Regions from separate parts of the Anser cygnoides genome. Here regions 1 and 2 are each linked to region 3. A link is a contact called in public Hi-C data. All regions are on one chromosome and are shown on one strand. The core of a region is the stretch at or near the end of the contact, and the rest is flanking DNA. Distances in the headings are between cores, read along the strand shown. Region 1 holds the start of TMEM52 (transmembrane protein 52). Region 2 holds the start of FAAP20 (FA core complex associated protein 20). Region 3 holds the start of RER1 (retention in endoplasmic reticulum sorting receptor 1).

What was found. A called contact is a pair of places that touch in the nucleus more often than the background predicts.
Region 1: a contact with region 3 is called in a Hi-C map of liver, with 4 times the contacts expected there. The contact joins the promoter of TMEM52 here to the promoter of RER1 in region 3. A contact is called at or near these places in 4 of 7 Hi-C or Micro-C datasets (granulosa cells and liver).
Region 2: a Hi-C map of liver shows a contact between it and region 3, with 2.0 times the contacts expected there. The contact joins the promoter of FAAP20 here to the promoter of RER1 in region 3. A contact is called at or near these places in 4 of 7 Hi-C or Micro-C datasets (granulosa cells and liver).

What each region holds. Positions count from the first base shown.
Region 1 is chr23:6,336,918-6,340,628 of Taihu_goose_T2T_genome, forward strand. TMEM52 (transmembrane protein 52) reads right to left here and starts at 2,045. Exons shown (of 4, transcript XM_048067562.2): 1 at 1,899-2,045; 2 at 1,030-1,111. The coding sequence starts at 1,061. It overlaps LOC106044613 (a long non-coding RNA gene), which reads left to right. Exons shown (of 5, transcript XR_010826388.1): 5 at 2,553-3,711.
Region 2 is chr23:6,469,337-6,473,203 of Taihu_goose_T2T_genome, forward strand. It overlaps FAAP20 (FA core complex associated protein 20), which reads right to left and starts at 2,038. Exons shown (of 4, transcript XM_048067550.2): 1 at 1,904-2,038; 2 at 69-222. The coding sequence starts at 2,007. SKI (SKI proto-oncogene) reads left to right here and starts at 2,025. Exons shown (of 13, transcript XM_013194725.3): 1 at 2,025-2,145; 2 at 2,480-2,633.
Region 3 is chr23:6,749,546-6,753,192 of Taihu_goose_T2T_genome, forward strand. RER1 (retention in endoplasmic reticulum sorting receptor 1) reads left to right here and starts at 2,327. Exons shown (of 8, transcript XM_048067548.2): 1 at 2,327-2,467. It overlaps LOC106044615 (a long non-coding RNA gene), which reads right to left and starts at 2,156. Exons shown (of 18, transcript XR_010826377.1): 1 at 1,839-2,156; 2 at 1,254-1,352.

The sequences.
Region 1 (3,711 bases), core at 795-3,294, 410 kb before region 3:
GAGGGCCTCAAACTTCCACAAATTTCATGCATTTTCATGCAAATTATTGTTTTAGAAAAATGCTTTCAGAGAATTTAAAACCACGTGCGAGAAGTGCACGCTGCCCTGCTGGAACTTTGCAATGAAACATTCCTCCAGCGTGAGGAGCGTTACCTCAGCACTAGCTAATCCCTAAGTCCTCACACCCAGGAGCTGCCTGCTGGTGTGCCGTGAAATAAAGGATTGTGAGCCCTCACACGCTGCCTTCTGATGGAGGCGGAAATCACCTAGGGAAAGGTATCGCAGCATTATCAGTCTCAGCACTGGCTCATTAGCTTTCATGATTTCAACGCTGCCTAATTACAGAAGCCTTAAAACACGTTGTATAACCATATATATATTTTAAACGGCTCTATATCAGCACGTTCTAAGAAAGCAAAGAATGACAATTAAAAGTAACCACCTCGCTCTGCATGTTATCATCAAAATTGATAGTATGTGACAGAATGCAAACTCTAAAAATAATGTCAGGATACATACAATGCAGGGTCTATGCCAGAGACCAATCTACTTGTGGCGAGCCCCCTGCCTTTCACTCACCACTACCTTTCCCCTCTCAGTGAAGCAGCCAGTGAACAGGATTGTAAAATCAGCCCGGGTTCAGAATGACAAACCAGCGCTGCAAGCTAACGGTGCCTTGTCCCATAAAAGGGAGCGAGCTGGGGACTGCGCGGGAGGCAGCGCAGTGCCAAGCCCTAACAAGCCCGTTCTGGGCAGTTGCCATTGTGTTCAAAGTTGTTTATTTAGGAAGAACAAACAAGCGCTACGGCTGAACTCGAGCGTACTCAGAATGGAAAGATGACATATCCCTAGATGAATGCTCTGTCCCGCCTGACACCGTATCTCCTCTGCGATGTGGTCATGCCACTGGTGGCTTTCATAAAAGAGGAGAAACCCTTTCCCACATCGCGTCCCATTACTTTACTGCAATTACTGCTCATAATATCTGTCAAATTACTCCGAGGTTAGTAAGATTAACAATCAACTTACCAGACATACCACAGACTTGTCCAGTTAGACATGTTCTGAGGGCATCTGCGAAGGAAGGTGGATAATTCACTGGTTTAAGTGTCTGCACTCAAACAGGGAACACATGACAAGGAATACATTTTTGAGTTGAAAAAGGAAAAGCAATCAATGGGGATAGGAACAAAAACACCCGTGATTTAGTTTCAGAGGACTGTTCCTCATGGTCGTAACATTACTCCAGCTGCAATCATACAAATCCCGCTGCGTAAGTGGGGTCCTGGGTGAAGAACTGTTTTCAAAGTGGAGCTTTGCTGTTGCTTAGGGGAGAGAACTACACATGCTGGATTCTCAGAACTACGAGGCAGTTATTTCACGTTAACCAGGGTGAAGTACCACAGCAAACACTCACAGAGTCTCAGAATATCCTGAGCTGGAAGGGACCCACAACGATCTTTGAGTCCAGCTCCTTAACCCAGCCTAAGATAACCTCCTATTTCTCCCAGTTATTTTTAAATTACTTTTTCATAGCTCCAGTGCTATGAAAGCTTCAATGCTTCATAGCTCCGTATCCCCCGTAGCTCCAGGAATGTTTTATTCAGAGCTACGTACGTACAAAGCGAAGGGGAGAGCTTCCGACACGTTTCAGAGTGCGGCCGCCCCGGCGGTGCTGCAGGTGGCAGGGGGCTGCAGGGGCCGGCGGGCGCCTGCCGGCTGCCTTTGCAGAAGACCCTGGGGAGGCGCAGCAAGGCCAGCCGGGCCACGTCTGCGAGCCGGTGCGGGTCTGGGGGCTAAAAAAAGCAGCACTGGACGGCCAGGAGCGAGCCCCTCTCTGCTCAGCTAAGGTCACTGGAGCGGGGTGGGCGCAGATTCGCCCGGCGTTGGGTACTCACCGGTCGGAGCGCCTCCAGCCGCGGGCAGGAGCCCGGAGCGATGCCAGCAAAAGGCAGGAGGAGAGGAGAGGAGAGTGGAGAGGAGCGTGGCTGGGGGCCGCCTCAAGGGCGAGCGGGGCCCGGAGGCGGCAGCGCCGGGGGAGGAGCCGCCGAGGCGGGGCCGGGGCCAAGCTGCTGCGGGAGCGGCCCCGGGGGCGCCGGCCCCGGGGGGTGCGCTCTGCTCCCGGCTCCGGCTGGGCCGCCTGGGGGCTGCGGCTCGGCGCTTCTCAGGGGAGGCCGGCCGCAGCTTTGTGTGCTGAACACACTTCTGCCTCTGCAGTGTCCGAGAGATGGTGGAGGAGTCGTGGAAAGGGATCGAAAAGAATATTTAAAAAAAAAAAAAAAAAGGTTTGGAAAAGCAGAGCGCTTCCCTTTGTAGAAAGTCTTTTTAAAACGCACAGAAGATAAATGAAAAGGCATCATCTACTCCCTGGAAATGCGCTTGCTCCAAAATAATTTAACCGTGCTCAACATTTCAAATGTATAAAGATCTACATGTTGTTATGTCTACCTTGCAATGGTGTTGATACTATTTGGTAGAAACTTTCCAGAAACTATTTCATTACTTCAACTATAGCAATCATTACAGCAGCTTTTCTCCCTTCTAAACGACAGCTTTTCTGCAGTTCCCGTCACGGTGAAGCCCAGCTGCTCTAACAGGACTGCACGCAGCCCATCACGTCGAAACGCTCCCCTGGCTGGTTACAGCAGTCCTGCCCTCATCAGGGAAGAGCAAAACATACATCAAAGGTCACCCACATCCACCGTGTATGAATGAACACGGATTATTTCTGCTTCAGAGTAGGTGACTTAAAGGTCAGACACCTTGGCAGCACCGATACAGCAGAGGTCAGTTACATGGCAAAACCCCCCATGCCAGCCCGTGTGACAGACGATCAGAGTCACGGTGGCCGTGCTATATGACTGGGTAAGCAACAAAAAAGACAACTAGAGCTAAAAAGCAGGGAACTAGTTAATGGATTATGAAAGGTTTTAGTTGGAGAACAAAGGGGAATATCAACTAATACAAGAACATTTTGCTGAGGCCCCTGGTATTCAGGTCCCTCAGTGGTCTGTATTTGGCTGCTTGTATAAAACCTCCTGCAAGTAATAAGTGTGACAAAACACAAGTTTTATTTATTTATTTTTCCCTGAGATTTTAGCGCAACAAGAGGGAATGTATTTGGACTTGAGTTGACAGAGGTTTCTTCTGCAAGCAGCATGGATCGGCGCCAAAACACTGGGAGCAACGACAGACCCAGTCGCTTGAAAGTACTGGGTTCAGTGGTTCCTTCTCCAGCTGATAGAACTGAAGACCAGTGCTCTGAGGATCAGTAATGTCATGTGTTGCTGACTGGAATACTTTCCTACAGGACCACCCAGGGTCATGGGGTCATTGCTCACTTAGGAAAAGCTCCGTTCATAAGCGTGAAGCAATCTCTGAAGTCACTGGGTAAGCCCAACATGTATCGATGAGAGGTGCATGACTAGTGCATGAGAGGTGCATGATTCTGTCACTTCCTTTCTGTTTTATGAATGAGCTAGGTGCAGCTTCTAAGGATTATAAAAATCATACATGGCTATGAAATGCTTTCTTATTAAACTAGAGCTGGATGAGAACCAAGAAGTATTTAGATACTTGCTTCTCTGAAAGTAGAGGAGTTTGCATCTGGCCATCCAAGAGCAATTACAGACGCAAAACTCAGTCTGAAAGTGTAATGTTCAGAAGTACAGTTACAGGAGCCAAAACCTTACCCCTCTGGAAAACTTTGAT
Region 2 (3,867 bases), core at 788-3,287, 280 kb before region 3:
AACAGCATTCACTGTCCAGCATTTTAAGCACTACACGAAGCGAGGACAACAAGGATACAGCACACTACCTCGACCTTTCCAAAGAACTCTGGAAAACTGGACACTGCTTGCCAACTTGTGCATTGTAAATCTTGACTTATGTTCTTCAGTAGCAAAATCCATGTTTTTTCACACTCATTTAAATCATCTTTTTCAAACCAGGAACTTCTGTCAGCCAATGCCCTGTGAAGAGAGAATCCAATAGTTTGGGGGTGGGAAAGAGAGGAGGAAATACTTCTCATTGCTATTAGTTTGCCTTTTAATTATTTTGATTTACCCCTCCAGTAACTCTGAGGTTTCTTAAGATATAGCTATTCTTGAATATTGCTTTATCAAGGCAGAAGTTTTAACGTTACATTTCCAGTAGCTGATGGTGTATTAACCAGTTCCAGCCCAACTCAATGGCTATGTGTGGTGATCCCTTTCATTAATGGCTAAGCACAATGTTAAGATTTTTATGACTGCAAATTGGTGTAACTCTACCATTTGCACAACACATTTCCATTCTTACCTATTTTCTCTTGATCAAGTAGCACTATATGTGCTAAAATGAGTATTATATTTGACAACTTTAACATGTCAAACCACCAAGAGGTACATAAAAAGTATTTGTCAGTAAGAGTAAGTACACAAACGCAGACTTTTCAGTCTAAAAGAGAGCCAAGGCTCCCTGTAGAGGAAAAAAAATAGCTGTTTATTATACCATTTGTTCACCAAGGGAACCTCTGTCTAGCCTACAGCACGATTTTTCTAGAACACAAATTATTTAGCCCATCAACTCATTTTATAGTCTACCATGACTTATGTAACCATTACAGCTTTCAGTATCACTCAATTTTTAAAAAGAACATCTAAAAGCCTTACTTTCTACTTATAACAAATGAGATATAGGCATTTATTAGTCTTTACTTCCAAGTGAAATAGTTAAGCGTAGGCACGGTGTTTTCTTCTCAAAGACTGAACTTGACACCAGCTGAGCACAGAAATCATGGAGTGTTTGCAGTGAGGAGGGAAACCGCGTTGGTTCCTCTGTGTGCTTGGCTGTTCCCACGTGGCACTCTGAAATTACTGATTAGCTTTCTAAACAACTTGATCTAATCCTTCCTAGGAAGGCATTAGAAAGGATTAACTATAAAGCAAGCATAAAAAGGTTTTTATGTTAGTAATGCTGTATAAAAGCCAATCTGAAGAGAGGGATGGGTTGTCAATGTGGGAATTCTAGTTCCAGTGTTCCCACTTCAACCGTTGCATTTTCGTGGGTCACAGTCCAGGAATGATGCTGCACGATGAAGAAACCACAGACAATTATTACAAGCCATCAAAGAGAGGAGAGAGCAGCCTTTTGAAGCCTGTTTTTGGAAGGGGCGAAGCTGACTGCACACTTGCTCATCCTAACAGGCTGGAACAAGACCTGAACCCTACCTCTTCAATCCTTTTCTCAACCCTCCGTTACTAGAGGGCTGGAAAATAAATAAATAAATGCATAAAAATATTTCTGGTCCCTGTGAGTCTTATTCTGAAGAAAAAATAAATAAATTAATTTTTATAAGCGAGCATTCCTCACAGGCTCCACACTTGGGGGTGCTGCTTGGTGCCAAGGAACGTGCAGAAGGCACAGGGCCCGGCGCACTTTAACGAAGTGCAGTCGACTTAATTTTCTTTAGGACACTTCGGGCGGCGTTTTATGAAGTAACTTTTCACGCTACCAGCAACGTGCTGGCGGCACGACCGCGGCGTGCTCTGAGGGCGCGGCCGCGCTCGACCCTCGGCCGGGGACGTGAGGCTGAGGCGGCCCCGCTGCTCCGCGCCCCCCCCCGCTGTCCCCGCTCCTGAGGAGCCCTTTCCCCGTCCCGCCCGGACTCACTGGCGCCGCCGGGGGGGCTCCAAGCCAGGGCTGGGCTCCCGGCTGTAGGCTGCCGGCGCCTTCCTGGGTTTGAGGCGCAGTTTGGCGGCTCCTTCCTCAGCCATGGCCGCGGCCCGGCCTCCCCGCTCCGTCAGGGGGCGGTGCTGGGCGGGAAGGCACCGCCTCAGCGCTCCCGCTCCGCCATGGGGTCCGCCCTGAGGTGACAGGCGGCCGGCTCGGCTCCTAGTACCCGCAGCTGCGAGGTGCTTGTCCGGCTCTTTAGTGTTGGGTTTAGACCTTAAGTTTTATACGGGAGTAGTGTTTTGGAGATGGGGGGCGCTGGACGAGGCCCGTCCGCGAACGCAGCGTGCTCAGGCCTGGCGGGAATGAGGGAAATGGGGCTTGGGACGAGCCCCACAAAATGGCTGTGGGCTCGGCGGTGTTCCTCACCATCAAATAATTGTTGTACCGACACCAAAGAGCTGTTGGTACGTGGCTGAAGCCAAAATATGCTAATTCAAAAAGTAAAGTAGATTGGGAATGCGTCTCTGATCTAGTTCCTTCGGGAGAAGTGACGCTGCTTGTCTTTTCTGGCAGGAATGTCGCTGGATGACTTGAAATAAAACACGTGTAAGAGCTGAGCCATAACTGGTAGTTTTTGAAGTTGATAGACGCGCTAATCAGGCTGGAGCCTTTCGGAATGCAGCCGGCAGGGAGTAGTCTGTCAGCGCCTTTCTCCGTTCCCCAACAGGTAAAAGGGTCAGAAAGTAACTGCTGATTAAATTCTTCATGATCGTTATGAGAATAATTGTAGTATGAGGAAACAAACATCCCAGTTTTTCTGATAGTAGGCCCTTGTAGGGGGGAGCAGGTACACAGCAATCTTTTTTGTAAAACTTCCTAGGCCCAGATAAGGCCACGTTCCTTTTCCATAACGGAGGGAGAGTTCAGATCTGATTTCACAACAGCAGATCCTAATTGAAGAAGACAAAACAAAAAATATTTTGTTTTGTTTTGCTTTTACTTGCTGGCCTTGGTGACTGTGCTGTAATTCACGTCACACCACTGATAATCGCCACTTGGCGGCAGCAAACAATATGGAAACCTTGCTTTAAAAAAATCTGAGGGGCAGTGAAAGCTTTTTTTTTTTTTTTGACTGAGCTCATTTCTGCAGGGATTTGTACATATTTCTAGGTGTGTGTATCTATGCTAAGGATTGCTTAAGCCACAGGGTTTCTTCCCTTGCTCCTGAGATGTTTGTGTTAGTGTTTTATACATCTTACGACCCCATGCATGCTAGTTTGACGGCCTCTGCTCCTAAATCATGCATTGTACTAACAGGTTTGTTCTGTTAGATGTGACTTTTCCAAAAAGAGACATCCGAAGTGTTGTCTGTTTTTCATGCTGAAGGTGTTGCAGTGTGTTACTGTTAGTACTATGACTCATGCATTATAACATTTGCAAAAGCTTTATTATGGATGAGACTAAAAAATCGGTTATTGTACAAAAAGGGCCACAAGTGAAAGAATATAATAAAACGAACAGTGAAAATTATTACTGTAGCCAATGATTGTAAAAGCAAAAGAAAAAAAAAAAAACTTGCATCCGTAGCAACTGTAGCTTGTAGTTTTTGATTATTTTGTGGATTTGACCAAAAACTTGGTACAGTAAGATTTTTTAATTGTTGTCTGTTTAATACATACCTATTACAGCCTTTGAAGGCAGGCACATTAATTAATGTTGTCATTCTTGTTCTATCTGTTGCTGTAACTACTGTAGATATTAAACTAGTGTTCTAGAAATGTCTGTCCATTGTCTGTACTCAGTATTTTTACTCTGCATCTGTTCAGAATTAATAATGTACTTACTGTAGCAGGAAGGTGAAGTGTAGAACAGGACCTGTTCTCGGTTCTGCCATGTTGGACAAGATCATTTCTATTGTTTCCTCCTCTGACATGGAAATCCAATTGCTTCTCACTTGATTT
Region 3 (3,647 bases), core at 1,077-3,576:
TTTTTCTAAATCCTCAGATGCTGATTGCAATGGTAGAATTCTATGCTTGACTTATCATACAGTAATTGATATCTACATGCTACAATCATACTTGGTCCTTAAATCCCAGCCCTCAGACCACCTCACTGAATTAATATGAAGTAGTCTAAACCACATCTTATCCTGTTGTTTGGTTTATGCTGATTTATTATTTTTTTTTAATACATAAGGTTCATCAGTAAGTGGTATTTTACTTATAGACCATGAATAGAAGACACTCTAAAAGTAATTACCAACTACTTTTTTAATTTTTATTAATATTATTAATGCTGTCTAATGAAGACTAAACGTGCTTATTCAGTCTGTATTTTCAAGCTAATGAACTTTAACTCTCTGGTCTTCAAAACTGCCAATGATCTTCTATGAAAAGGCTTGTGCCGTGATCTTTTATGGTTAAGGAACATACAAAATAAGGTGACTATGAAATTAAGTATTTAACAGCTTTTTGATGGCTTGTACTCATCCAAACCTTTTGCATTAAAGCCTGAAAAAATAACTGCTTAGCACTAGAATTACTGTACTCTGAATTTCCTAATGTATATGTTATCTTAGAATGACAAGTAGCTATTTTTCTTTCAAGTATTTACCCAATTTATTTATATTATACAACATATTCTGTGTGGTCACCCTTTATTTTCTATGTCGGCCCTACAGATCGTTGACCAGAGTGATTAGGCAGATGGAGAAGTCACCAACTTATTGTACACGAATAAACAGAAACAGGAAATTTTGGTGCAACTTGATGGGACAGAGCTTTGAGTTTGCTTCTTTCTGCTCGGGATACCAGGAGAGAGATGAATTAATTAAAATATTCTCTTGGTAAGTCATACAGGAGATGTCCCTCCATAACAGATAGTTTATTCAAGTTCTTTAAATCCTTTGATAGCTTTGGCCTGGTGTTGTGGAGCACTTCATATGAGCATGTCTGCATCTGTATACATCTTTGAAGGACTGAGACTTATCAAAAATTGACGATACATGTGACTGGTTTCTACCGTTAATACATTTGATTAACTTTCTGAGGTAATTGAATTCAGCCTAAGTTGAGAAGCCAGCAAGAAAATCTGAAAAACATGACTTTTCAACAAGTGTCATGAAAGACCATCAGCGTAGAATAAATCAGCTTGGCAGCTTTGGGTATGCATTAAAATTTAAGGGGATAAGGACCTATTTAATAAAAAGATACATAATGTTTAACAAGTAAAAAGGCTCACGTGTTGATGTCCTGTATTGAAATCTGTTCCCTGTAATTTCTGCACTGAGAAACTTGCCCTCACAGTCACTTCTATCCTTGGAGAACAGCTGGTCACGGCCTAGAAAATATCACAATATATTGTAAAATTGCAATTTCCAACCATTCTCCACATACAAATGTCCACCTCTGTTTTTGACAAGTGTTGGAACTGTCTCATATTTTTCTCCTTTATATTATTAAATTTAGACCATGTTGTTAGCACCTTCACATGCTTTGGACTCACCTACTCAACATCTTAGCATCTAAACATCGACACCCAAAGGGATTTACAAAGTATACGAAGGCAGAAACCCTCCACTGATGAAACCAAACTTCTCCCTACTGCCTCTCCCAGATTAGAGTTTTAGAAACTCTTGAAACCAAGGATTTGACTTCCACAGCAGTCTGCAAGTTCCACCGCTGCATTCGCTTTACAGCTGATTTATTACACTGTTTAAAAAGATATAAGCAAGGGGTGCTACGTTTGCCTTCCTGTTGTTATAGCATAACAGGTTTAGAGACTATAAAGGACACTGTATTTTAAAAAAGAGGAAAATGAACGTACTGGTGAGAGCTGAGCTTGTTCATACTCTGCCGGGATGCCCTGTGCTGAAGGAGAGGCTGGCTGAAACCCCTCCAGCTGTACAGAAGGAGCAGATGGAAAACCAAGCAACTGCCCTTAGAAAAGTGGTAAGAATCATAGAGTAAGAGCCCCAGGAGTACTGCTTTTACTCAGGGATATGCATTTCAGAGTTTCACTACGAAACGCTCTGACGGGGCTAACTGACAGGAGCCCGCTGCGGGCGGGAAAGGCGGGAAGCGCGAGCCCCTCAGCGCCCCTCAGGGCGTGGTCACGTGCCACCGCCCCCAACGCCCCGCAAGCACCGCCTTCCCGCCCGCTCCGTGACCCCGCCCCCAGCCCCACCCGCCCAGCGCTCATTGGCTCGGCAGCGGGAAGGGCGTGGCGTGCCTGCCCCTCGGGCCTCCCCGCGCCATCTGCGCATGCGCCGCCGCCCCTCGCGGCGTCCTCCCGCCTTCCCCCGGTGGCCGCCAATGGCGGGTTGGCAGCTAGCCCCGCCCCGCCCCTCCCGGCGTGTCCCGGAAGCGGAAGCGGGCCGGCTGCCCTCCTGCCGCCATCTTGCGGCGGCGGAGGCGGGGGGCGGGGGCGGAAGGCAGGGCCCGGCGCGGCCGCCGGTGAGTAGCGGGGACGGGCGGAGGGGAGCGGGGCGGCGACTCCGACATGGGCACGGGCAGCACAGGGGGCAGCCCCAGCGACGCCCGGGCCCCCCGGGCCCGGTCCTGGTCCTGGTCCTGGGGCCCCCGGGCCCGCTCCGCCCTCCCAGCGACCGTTGCCGCACCCCGGGCCGGGCCGCTCCCGGTGGCGGGGCCGCTCCCGGCCCCGCTCTGCCCCTCCCCGCCCCTCCCCGCACCGCTTGTCTCTTTTATTTTTTTCCTTTTTTTCCCCGCTTGGTTTCTTTTGGGGCCGTTGTTCGGCTGCTTTGGTTACGGCGGTGTCCGGGGCGCCGGGTCCGCGGTGACAGAGCCGGGGGTCGCTGCCCGGTGCCCGTCTCCCGGCCCGTTCCGTGCCCGTCACCTCGGGCGCTGCTGGGCAAGGAAGCTTCCCTCACGAGATGAGGGAACTCGTATAAACTGCAGCGCTGCTTTTCCCAGTCACCTTCTTCATTTCTGCGTTAAGGAAATCCGCGTTCTGGTCAGAGGTTTCCCTGAGAACCCGGCAGCTCTCAGGGTAGCGTTGCACCAGCTGAGTTAAATGACTTCTGGCCCCAGGTCATGGCATTTTTGACAACTCCACGGTGCAGTGACATTCGTAATGATGTTGCCATAATAACTGCGGTTGAAAACACGTAATAGTTGGAGAGCTTGTGTTCACCCTCTCGGTATTTCTCATCAGAGAAAAACTTTTTGATACAGTTTAGTTTGGGTACGGTTCTGCTTCCTGCTTGTAGCAACCCGTTCGTTTGTTTCTTGTGTTAATCTCTGCGTGTCTTTCTGATCCTTGGCATTGCTGGTCTGGCTGGAGTGTTGGCACTGCTCCTTGTGCCGAACAGTGAAGTTTTGTGCCACATTCTGAAAGAGGAATTGCTATTGTTTGGGTTTAATTGTGCCCCTACACCACTGAGATCTGGCTTGGGTCCTTAACTGTAAGCCAGCTCCAATGCCAAAGATCGCTCTCCTTGGTTCTTGTTTTATTACAGGTCTTCTTTAAGTAAATATTGTAAAGCGGTGAGAAATAGTAAGTTAAATTCTTCAGCTCTGTCATGTGATGCTTTACTCTGTGCTGCTGAAACTGAGCCAGTGGGGGCTCTTCTGGGACACAGCACTAGCTGCTTGTGCTCCTTGGGCTGCTGGGGAA